Linked DNA regions of Pan troglodytes: region 1 is linked to region 2. A link is a contact called in public Hi-C data. All regions are on one chromosome and are shown on one strand. Each heading gives the region's core, a stretch centred on a gene start, on an enhancer-like site or on the middle of the called end of the contact. The rest is flanking DNA. Distances are from core to core; before and after follow the strand shown. Region 1 overlaps LOC104006543 (a long non-coding RNA gene). Region 2 overlaps LOC104006543 (a long non-coding RNA gene).

The links. Hi-C and Micro-C count contacts between places; a contact is called where the count stands out from the background.
Region 1: a contact with region 2 is called in a Hi-C map of stem cell-derived neural progenitor cells, with 3 times the contacts expected there. The contact joins two enhancer-like sites. A contact is called at or near these places in 1 of 7 Hi-C or Micro-C datasets (stem cell-derived neural progenitor cells) and 1 of 1 other capture datasets (stem cell-derived neural stem cells).

What each region holds. Positions count from the first base shown.
Region 1 is chr4:123,155,886-123,160,725 of NHGRI_mPanTro3-v2.0_pri, forward strand. The region is part of intron 4 of LOC104006543 (a long non-coding RNA gene); the gene reads left to right. Among named protein-coding and RNA genes, the nearest start is that of ZNF608, 650 kb to the left of the region's middle. Within about 2 kb of position 3,421, at least 11 of the 24 cell types and tissues checked have an H3K27ac peak or open chromatin away from gene starts, as enhancers often do. A contact at or near this core is called in stem cell-derived neural progenitor cells, where this site is marked.
Region 2 is chr4:122,817,655-122,822,840 of NHGRI_mPanTro3-v2.0_pri, forward strand. All of the region lies in intron 3 of LOC104006543 (a long non-coding RNA gene), which reads left to right. Among named protein-coding and RNA genes, the nearest start is that of ZNF608, 320 kb to the left of the region's middle. Within about 2 kb of position 1,272, at least 5 of the 24 cell types and tissues checked have an H3K27ac peak or open chromatin away from gene starts, as enhancers often do. A contact at or near this core is called in stem cell-derived neural progenitor cells, where this site is marked.

The DNA.
Region 1 (4,840 bases), core at 2,171-4,670, 340 kb after region 2:
GTATTATTTTAATCATATTTTAGGGAAATCTTCATTTTTGCAATATGAATGACATTTCTGCCTCTGAATCTGTGTCTAGCCTTAGGTGAATTCACAAACTGGACATTCTGTAAGTAGGAATGACTATTTTCCTATACATGTAAGTTGTACACATTGATTACATGACTCATCTCTCTACTACCATGGAGTAAAGAATGAATATTCAGGATGCCATAATTATTTAGGTCAACAAACATTTATTGGACATTTGCTAAATGTGAGGCATTGCGCTAGGTAGTCAGATTGGAAAGATGAATAAGATAAATTCCTTACTGCCAAAGAACTTAGAATTTAAGTAACTGAAGAGGAACATATCAACCAAGGCTGCTTGGCCTTTATTTTAAAGATTCTTTAGATTACCTGCACATTCTCTAAGATATAAGTCCAGGACAGGAATTCTGTCTGCTCAGGAAAATGCTCAGAATATTTTTCAGCTAGATTATATGGACTCATTGACAACAGCAGAAAAGTCCCGACTTGGGCATAGTAGACTATTTGAACGCTTTGCACTCGTTCCGCATACTGATGTAAAAACTTACTTGAACTCTTTCAGGTATTTAAATGACCATTTATTGAAATAAACGTGAAAGTTTGATAGCAAAAACCAGTCAGACGAAGTCTGTCCTTGTATAATATAAATAGCCAAGACCATAATAAAGACCAGAAACACTTGTACATCCTTAATGTGTTTCTAAGAAGGTCATTGTGAGCAACCCTGCACACTTTTCAATTCTGAATGGACTTTATCAATATTCCACACATTTGGCCTGAATCAGTGGCTCCTTCTTTTAACTGGGGCATTCCTAGACATGGTGTTATAAAGTAGAGAGTGGAAAGGTAAAGTCATCATAGCATGGTTATCTGTCTGGACAAGGTCAGAAGTCAGAAATAGGCAAAGAAAATGTTAGAACTGTGAGCCGTGTGAAATGTGTATTTCTCTTGGAAGCACTGGATGAAAGGCAGGGCAGATAGGGAAGCAGGTACAATAAAGCACTGCTAATATTTCAATTTGGTGTAACATCTACATTTTAAAATAAACCAACTACCAGGACTCAGGACTATTACAAACTACAATTTAAAAAAATTCCAAGTGTGTTTCTAACTAAAACATATGTAATTAAAAAATATTTCCATTTGTTCTGTGGAACTGCCTATCGAACACATATATATATAGGTAAGAGAAATGCTACAGGAGACTGACTGTTTCTTCTTTAGAAAACTGTGTTTAGCAGAGGAAAAGAAATCAATGCCTGTATTTTCCATTATGACAAAGCTCATAATTGTCCTTAAATGGACTTTTTGTACTCAAGGCTTATGATTCCAATTTGTCATTAGCGATAACTTGCATCAGTATCTAGAAAAGAGAAAGTTTCAGAGAAGACAAAAAAGTCTTCTATCTTAATTTTCACAGCCATTTATTGATGTGCACATTACTTTCATTCTTTCAACCTAAATTGAATGTAATATGCAAAATAGACTATCTGAATAAGTAGATTATTAGGAAGAAAAAGGTAGCATGAGTCCTGTTCACTATAAGGGAAAGTATATTAAACAAATTATAAATAATATAATTACAAACCATTGTAGATCTACAAAGTATTTCTTGTGTGGTTTACTTAAGGATAGTATAGTCATTTAAGTTGCAAAGAATAGCCACAGAAGGAAGCATACCTATTCTACCTAAATTCTACAGAATTTTCAGTAACAAAAAAAACTACAGATCCCCTTTCTAATGTTCAATGTGGAAATAAAAAGCCTCGTCCTTTTAGCTATTAAACACCATATCTTTTGATCACTGAGTCTTCCTCTTTTATTTATTTATAGATGTGAAAGAGCAGGTAGAATTATGCACCGCAGGTATCTGAGAATTTCAGTTTCAGAAGGAACAATAAGGATGGTGCCATCCAACCCGGCTATGCCACAGGCAAGACTCACAGAGGTAAAATGAGTGTGCAAAGTCAGGAGCAAATCCAGGGCTGGAATCTGGGGCTTTTCCCATTATCCTAGGCTTGATCTAAGGTCAGCACTGTCTAAGTTAATGCACATACAGTTTTGCAGTTCTAGCAACAGAGCTCAATAAAACTACACTTGTTCTGGTGCACACCAATGAGACCATCCAAGGTCATTATTTCTGTCTTCCAAGCTCTGCAGATCAGCACACTACTGAAACCCAATTAAACCACAAGAGGTGGGGAAACATTAAAAATGAATCATTGACTGTTTAGGGGGAAATAAAAAGACAAGGCTTTCTGAGTCAGCTGAAACTTTCATCAGCCACTGGGCGTACCCTGTGAGCAAAGGAAGTCACAGGGGCCCAATGAGATACCTCTGTCATATTTTTTTTCTCCAGATTGTGCTTTCTTGAAGAGATACTGAATTTAAAATGGAGCTGTTTGGCAATGACAGGAGTTTAAAGGAGAGAGTTGGGAATTAGACCTTGCACCAAATAATCTACATCCCTGCAAGTGGGTGCGCCGTATTTCAAGCTATTCTGGTTGGCTGAGCAAGGCCCTGCATTTTTGTTAACTCCCTTTAATTAATCTTGTCATAAGTCCTATAGTGAGGTGGATGAACTTTCAAACATTAAACAGTGGAATTACTCACCGGGTGGCTTTTCCCAAACACTCCAACCCCAATTAAAGAGCTGTATTTGGTTTGGGTTTCCTCAAATGGCGCTCCTGTTAACACTCATCAAACACAGGAAAAATAAAACAGCAATTTAACTGTGCCCGCAGTGTGAAAGGCTTGTGCAAATAATCAGCACATTTCTAACCGGTTAGTAATAGGCAGAGTGCAAAAAACAAATGACCAGATTTATACCACTGGGCAGGTCTGAAAGCAACGTTACAGCTGAAATATATTCATTTACAATTTAAAGCAAGGCTTTCAGTGAATAATTGTTTACATAATAGTGAACAGTGCTTGTGCTGCACAACTGGGATCCATTTACAATGTGTTAACCAAATAATGCATGTTTACAAAAGATTTAGAGTTTGTTTTTGGAGAAAAGAATCGTGGTACCCTTGCCAACAAAAGCAGAGCAGTATGTACAGTTAGTAAATCTTTTCTTAGCTGCAAAATTAGCGTCAAGTTGCTTGAGCCCATAAACTACGTCAGCATAAGTCACTCTCATTAAATTGATGTGTGAAGGTAGTATTCTTAAACAGCAGGTTGCTCCATTCTGATTTTTTTTTTTAAATCAGTCGAATAATGAGGTGGGGGTAGAGTTGCTTAACCAGGCCAAGGGAAAAAGAAAGCGGAATCATCTTAAAACGGCCATCCCGGATTTAATAGCCTACAACAAAACCCTAAGCAGGTCAACTTCATGGTTCAGCAATTCCTAAAAGCCTTGTCTACTTCTCCAAAGCTTCTCGGTGACGGCTGGTGTATAAGAGCTCCCAATGAGAACTGATTTACAGCACTGAAGGGCTTTGCAGTGACAAAGGAGGGCCAGGGTCCTCGAGTGCTTTCTGTATTTTTAAGATCCCAGAAGATGATGTGGTTCTGTGATAGGAATCTCTTAAACTTTACCATTGACATAAACAGGTCACAGTGCCTGCAAAAGCTTAAGCAGGAGTCAGGAGCAGTCTCTCTCTCTCCTTTTTTTCTGGGTCAGAGTCAGATTTTATCGAGTCAAGCTATCTAATTGAACACAAACCATGTGATAGGACCCAAACAGAGTGCATTAAAAATGAAACAGAAGGAGCCAGGTTTGTCTCAGGCTAGTGCTGTTACACGCGTAAGTTTCAGACATCCCCTGAATACAAAATGATTTTTTTTCCCCCCTGCATTGACAAAAGTCGGTCTTGCAGGGGGAAAAAATAGTAGAGAATAAAACAAACAAATCCACACAAACACACAAATCTAGTTTCATGCTAGATGTATCTGTTGTGAAGCAATATGTTGGCTGAATAGGGAAAGTCAGGTGAGTTAAAGTCTTGTGGCAGCCTGATTTAAACCATGGCTACACAAACCAGAGCCCTGTCCAGATCTCAGGAAAGTGAATTATATATAATAACACTTACAGTTTCCTACTACTATTAGATTTGCCTTCTTACATAAATGCTTAAGTTATGATAAAAAACAGGGCCATGTCAGTTCCTTTCAGTCTCAGCACATTTGCTATTAGCATAAGAAATGCTGCTTATGGCAGAGCTAGTCAGGCTTGAAATTTCTGAATTAATGGATTTGATTTCCTCTTGAGACAAACCATCAGCCTTGCAGTAATGGAAATAGATATAGTTGGTAAAACAAATAAAAAGCTGGCATGCAGATAAAATGGGTTTCGGTTTAAAATAGTAATGTTGTAATTGAAGTGAACAATTACAGGGTTGCTCCTAGGCACAAAAGAAATACCATGAAAATGAAGTAATGTTTTTGTTAAGTATAGTCATTTCATGAAAATGTAGAGCTGCAGATGTCATTGTCTGCCAAAGGGAAAACTATACTTATTCTTCTATACAAAGATCATTTAATAACATTTGGCTAATTTTAATAATAATTGCTAATATTAACCCTATATTTCACTGGGAGTTTGAGGACAAAGGCTCCCTCCCCCGCCCTGTTCTTTCCCTGTCTTGGTAGTGAGCCAGGGAGAGCAAGTTCCTGTAAAAAGCCATTGGCAATGTGCTATCAAATCCCCACCCCCAGCAGCAGCCTACTCTTTTTTAATGTCTTATTTCTCTTTCTTTGTCAAGCATCTGTTATCAGGAATGGAGCCTGTTAGCTGGCAATTGGAGGTGCAGGAGGAACTGGAATAAAGAGGGGAAGGAGAGTGGGAACGCCAGGCAGGACAGGAAAG
Region 2 (5,186 bases), core at 22-2,521:
AATGTCAATTAATGGATGAATTGATAGACAGTTTGTATCTATCCATATAATGGGTTATTACTCAGCCGTAAAAAGGAATGAAGTACTGATACATGCTACAACATGGATGAAACTTGAAAACATACTAAGTGAAAGAAGCCACACATATGATTCCATTTATATGAAATACTCAGAATAGGTAAATCCATAGAGACAGAATGCAGATTGGTGGTTACCAGAGCTTGGAGGGAGGGGGAATGAGGAGTTAACTGCTTAATGGGTATGGAATTTCCTTTTGAGGTGATGAAAATATTTTCATACTAGGTAGTGGTGGCAGTTATACAACATTCTGAATATAGTAAATGCCATTGAATTGTTCACTTTAAAATAATTCATTTTATGTTACATGAATTTGACCTCAATTAAAAAAAAACTATTGAATGTCCTGGTTATACCAGGCACAGAATTTGGAAAAGATATACTCAATCATGTGTCCAGACAGATGACCATGGATGTAAGCCACAGCAAATCTGATAAATTCCCCAGGCATGTGAACAAAAGACTGTCTCCATCTATCCTACCAGAAACCCTGTTTCCACATGATTCACTATGGATACTCCTAAGTAACACCCTGGGATAAAGCAGCTATGAATTATGAAGTCCCCACCTAACAACGGCCACTGCACATTTCTCCCCAGCACAGCTTATCATGGGAAAACTGGACCAGCCTTCTTTGTTGACCACTCCCTTCATTCGTTAACATTCTCTCATCACTAAGCTGCTTAATTTGGTTATACTGAGAGCCTGGTTAGAATGCAAGAGATGCCTGCTTTTATGTTTGATTTCAGCAGGGCCTGCAGGCACTGAAGGTTTTCTGTGGGAGCCAATGGCCTAGTTTGAGGTGAATAATCAGCTTTTTACTTAATGCTGTATCTCTCTTTTCAGCTGCGAACACTCTCTGTCCTTTTTTCTTCCCAGGGTTTGGCACGGTGAAATGCTACTTTCAGAAAGATGAGTATGTCAGAATCCCTGGTGATTTCTAACGCTTATGGAACACATCACATAGGAGCAATTTAGATGACAAAAAAGAGCACTCTTCAGTCTGGATTTACACTGTGTTCCTATTCACCGACACATCAGCAAACATTATAAATGCCTTGCCTGAGTAATGAATGGTTTCTGAGTGAGTTCCTGGGCTGGCAGCAGGTTTGAAATTCTATAGAGTCAGGCAAGGGAGAAGGTGACTAGTGTAGAATTATGGGAAAGGATTAATGAAGGGGTGCTGACTACACATACTGCTCCACTGTTCTCTCAGTCACTAGACTGAGAAGTCACTGATTTTTGCCTCTAGGACTGGACTTTTATAACTTCAAAAAAGCCTCTTTAAACAAATCTGCATCAGCCAATGTGTCAACACTTCATTGGTTTCAATAGAATTAGTTTTCTAAATGCTCTTTTCTGAAGCAATTTTTGTACTTGAAAATGCATTACAAGGAACATTTACTATAACTACAGTACAACGATATAGAATATGACAAGTAGGGTTTTAATCAGTGCAAGCTGCAGCACTGAACACGGTCTACATTGATCCTCCCCCTTCTCCTTCAGCATCAATGTTAATAAACCGAGGAACTTAAGGTTTTACTGGTATTTGCTGTAAATAATAGCCAAGACTTTAATTGTATTTGCCCAGAATGAACCAGGCTAACAGTCTTCCAAAGATGCCTAGACAGGTTCTGATTTAATAGCCTTACATAACTCAGGACCTTTATGTACCATGCCAAATAAACCATAAGATCATTCTGCCAGCTGAGAGATAATACACCAAAGCATGAACAAAGTGGAGGAAACCACATGTCAGCACTGTGTATTAGACTTGCCTGGGTCAAACTCAAAGCACAGCTAGAAGCAGCCAAGAGTGGCTGAAAATTCATCATCTCTAATTCTGACATGTTCTGCAGGACATCCTCTCTGGTAAGATGTATCATAAATACAAGCAGTGTGAGGGTTTGCAAAATGGAAAAATATTTCCTTTATACATTCTTCTTCTTAACTTCAGTGTGTGCTTTGCTTACTGTTAGGGGGGCTTTAAAAAGTTTTTCTAAAAGGGAAATAGAGAAAGAATAGAGTCATTCAAGTGCTCTAAAACGAAGAGAATGTGGGTCCTTTTATAAGAAGCCATTTAACCTCATTCTACTTCAATTTCACCTCTTTCTAAATGTGTCTGGAATAGGGGTGAAAGGGCAATGGCCCCTGTGCTTGTGATGCATTAAAGTTTGGAAAGGGAGAGAGAGCTGCGGTGGTAGATGAATCCTATATTAATGTGTGTTAGAATGTCCCAAGTATGTTCCCTTAGTCTTTTTGAAAACAGCAGGTAGAAGCAAATGGCCTCCCTCCTCCTTTCGACACTTCTCACAAATTTTTCTTTAAGAGATTCAGAGGGTGTAATGCAAAGTATCAGCATGGGTTTTGGGTCACACATGCCCAGGGTGGGATTCTAGTCCTTCAGTCTGCTAGCTGTATGCAGTTAGCCAAATGACACAATTCCTCTGAACTTCAGTTTTCTTATTGGTAAAATGTACAGAAGACCTAACTTTTCCATTTGCTACAAGGATTGCAGAAAGTGACGCCAGTTGCCTAGAATAGTAGGTGCTCAACAAATACTAACTGATGTTATTGTTCTTGTGATGAGTTCAGATGGGAAACATACTATGAAATCAAGATTTATTCAGGACCAAGTAGTTGGGGGGTGTTGTGCAAAGGCCAAGATTTTATTCCTCTCTAAAAGGATCTTACAGGCTGGGCACGGTGGATCATGCCCATAATCCCAGCATTTTGGGAGGCCGAGGTGGGTGGATCTCCTGAGGTCAGGAGTTCAAGACCAGCCTGGCCAACATGGTGAACCTCCATCTCTACTAAAAATACAAAAATTAGCCAGGTGTGGTGGCGATCACCTGTAGTCCCAGCTACTCAGGAGGCTGAGGCAGGAGAATCGCTTGAACCCAGGAGGCAAAGGTTGCAGGGAGCCGAGATCATGCCACTGCACTCCAGCCTGGGCGACAGAGCAGGACTCCATCTCCAAAATAAATAAATAAAATAAAAGGATCTCACAGCCTCGTTGGGAAAGTAGGCAAGTGTGCATGTGATTCCTGTCCAAAGTGGTGAGTGCCATAATCAAGATATATATACTGTATCCTAGTGGAGTCAGGGAATCTGCCCATATTCAACATCAAAGACTGCTACAATGGAAAACAGGAGTTTCAACTTAAGGTAGGTAAACTTGCAGGACTTCTTCAAATCAATAGTCTTAAAAAGGACCTTTTCCCCAAATTAGATTTTAGCAAATTCAGAAGATTGAGTGGATCTTTTCTCCTACCATTTTATTTTTATAGTAGCTTTCTGGTCAAAGAATTTATTGTACAAGTGTACAACATGATATGCTTTGTCACATTTCTAGTAATATAGGAGAGAAAAACCCTGTCTCAACCACATAATACAACATCTGACATGCCTGGATCAATTTTTGATTATTTTATCAAATGTTTTGGATCACTGCATGTTTGATCACTAGATTTCTATAAAATTATTTTCGCAAAAGTGAAAATGTCAGTCAATTTTGGTGGGGAGGTATTATGATCAAAGACTGGACAGAGAAGTCACAAGCCTTTAATATCTTCTTCCCTTCTTTGTCATTCCATGACACCATGGACAGGATGTGGTCAGTGAAGCCAGACTTCATTTCATGTTGCTTGTTGTTTTCTATGTTTGAAGCCTGATCCCAGCTGTATTTGAAACAGAGATCTCAAAGTGTTTCTAATCAAATATTTTGGGAGGGCCGGGCGCGGTGGCTCATGCCTGTAATCCCAGCACTTTGGGAGGCCGAGGCGGGTGGATCACGAGGTCAGGAGATCGAGACTATGCTGGCTAACATGGTGAAACCCTGTCTCTACGAAAAAATACAAAAAATTAGCCGGGCGTGGTGGCGGGTGTCTGTAGTCCCAGCTACTCAGGAGGCTGAGGCAGGAGAATGGCGTGAACCCGGGAGGCGGAGCTTGCAGTGAGCCGAGATCGCGCCACTGCACTTCAGCCTGGGCGACAGAGCGAGACTCCGTCTTTAAAAAAAAAAAAAATTTTGGGGAGATCATTTGCATATTTGGGAGATCATTTCCTTTAAGAGGAAAACAAAAATACATAAATTCTCCTGTGCCAAGAACAAACACACAGCATGAGCAAGCAATTTTTCCTCTTTTTCTCTCATTCACTATTCAAACCAGATTTAAAAGAAAAATTTTAGATCACTATTCCCAATTGTAGAAGTAATAGATATTTGTTGCAAAATATATAAAAATTGGAAAATAAAAATCACTGTATTTAAAAATCACTAACCAGAAGTAACTACTTTTGGCATTTTAATTTTAGTAGAATAAAAATTTACTTTCCAGAAGTATTGGCGTAAACTGTGGGTACTCTTCATGACTAAAGTGTGAAAAGGTACACTAAAAAGAAACCTGGAGGGTATGCATGTGTGGGGGCAGTGGGTATATGGGAAATTTGTTACTTCTCTTCAATTTTGCTGTGAACCTAAAACTGTTCTAAAAAAGAAAGTCTATTAGAATCCAATGACTTTGGCTTTTTTTTTTTTTAATACTCACATACATAGGTTTTTTCCATGACATCGTGTGAAAGAAAGTATATGTGCATGTGTGTCTGTGTAAAAAATATATTTTTAGTTTTACTTATCTGAAAATTGAGCTGTTAATGTGCCTGGTAAGAAGGCAAAGAGGCTAGTTGCTATGGCGAAAGCACTAGTAAGAAAAGACAGAAGATCTTCACAAAAGTACACGTGGTTACCAAAACACTGAAGTTTCCACCCTCTTTACAAAAATCTCACTTGATTTGATATCCCAAGTACCAGAGGGCCTAGGAGGGGTCAGCTGTCTCCTGGACAGTTTTGTGACCTGATTTTGATTACACCCTTAAGAACCTTTGCTCATTAAACATCCCTGACCCTTGTTGAAAAGACCTTTTAAAATTGGACCCAAATAATTAAGGTAGATATTTAGAAGTCAGAAATGTGAAGTTGAATGATCTAGTTTGATACTCTGTCCTCCTTCGCTCTGTGGTCCCTTTCTCGCTGAAGCCTTCCTTGACCCCTCTATTAAAAATTGTAATCCCCTTCCACTCTCTTTCCTGTTTTATTTTTTTCC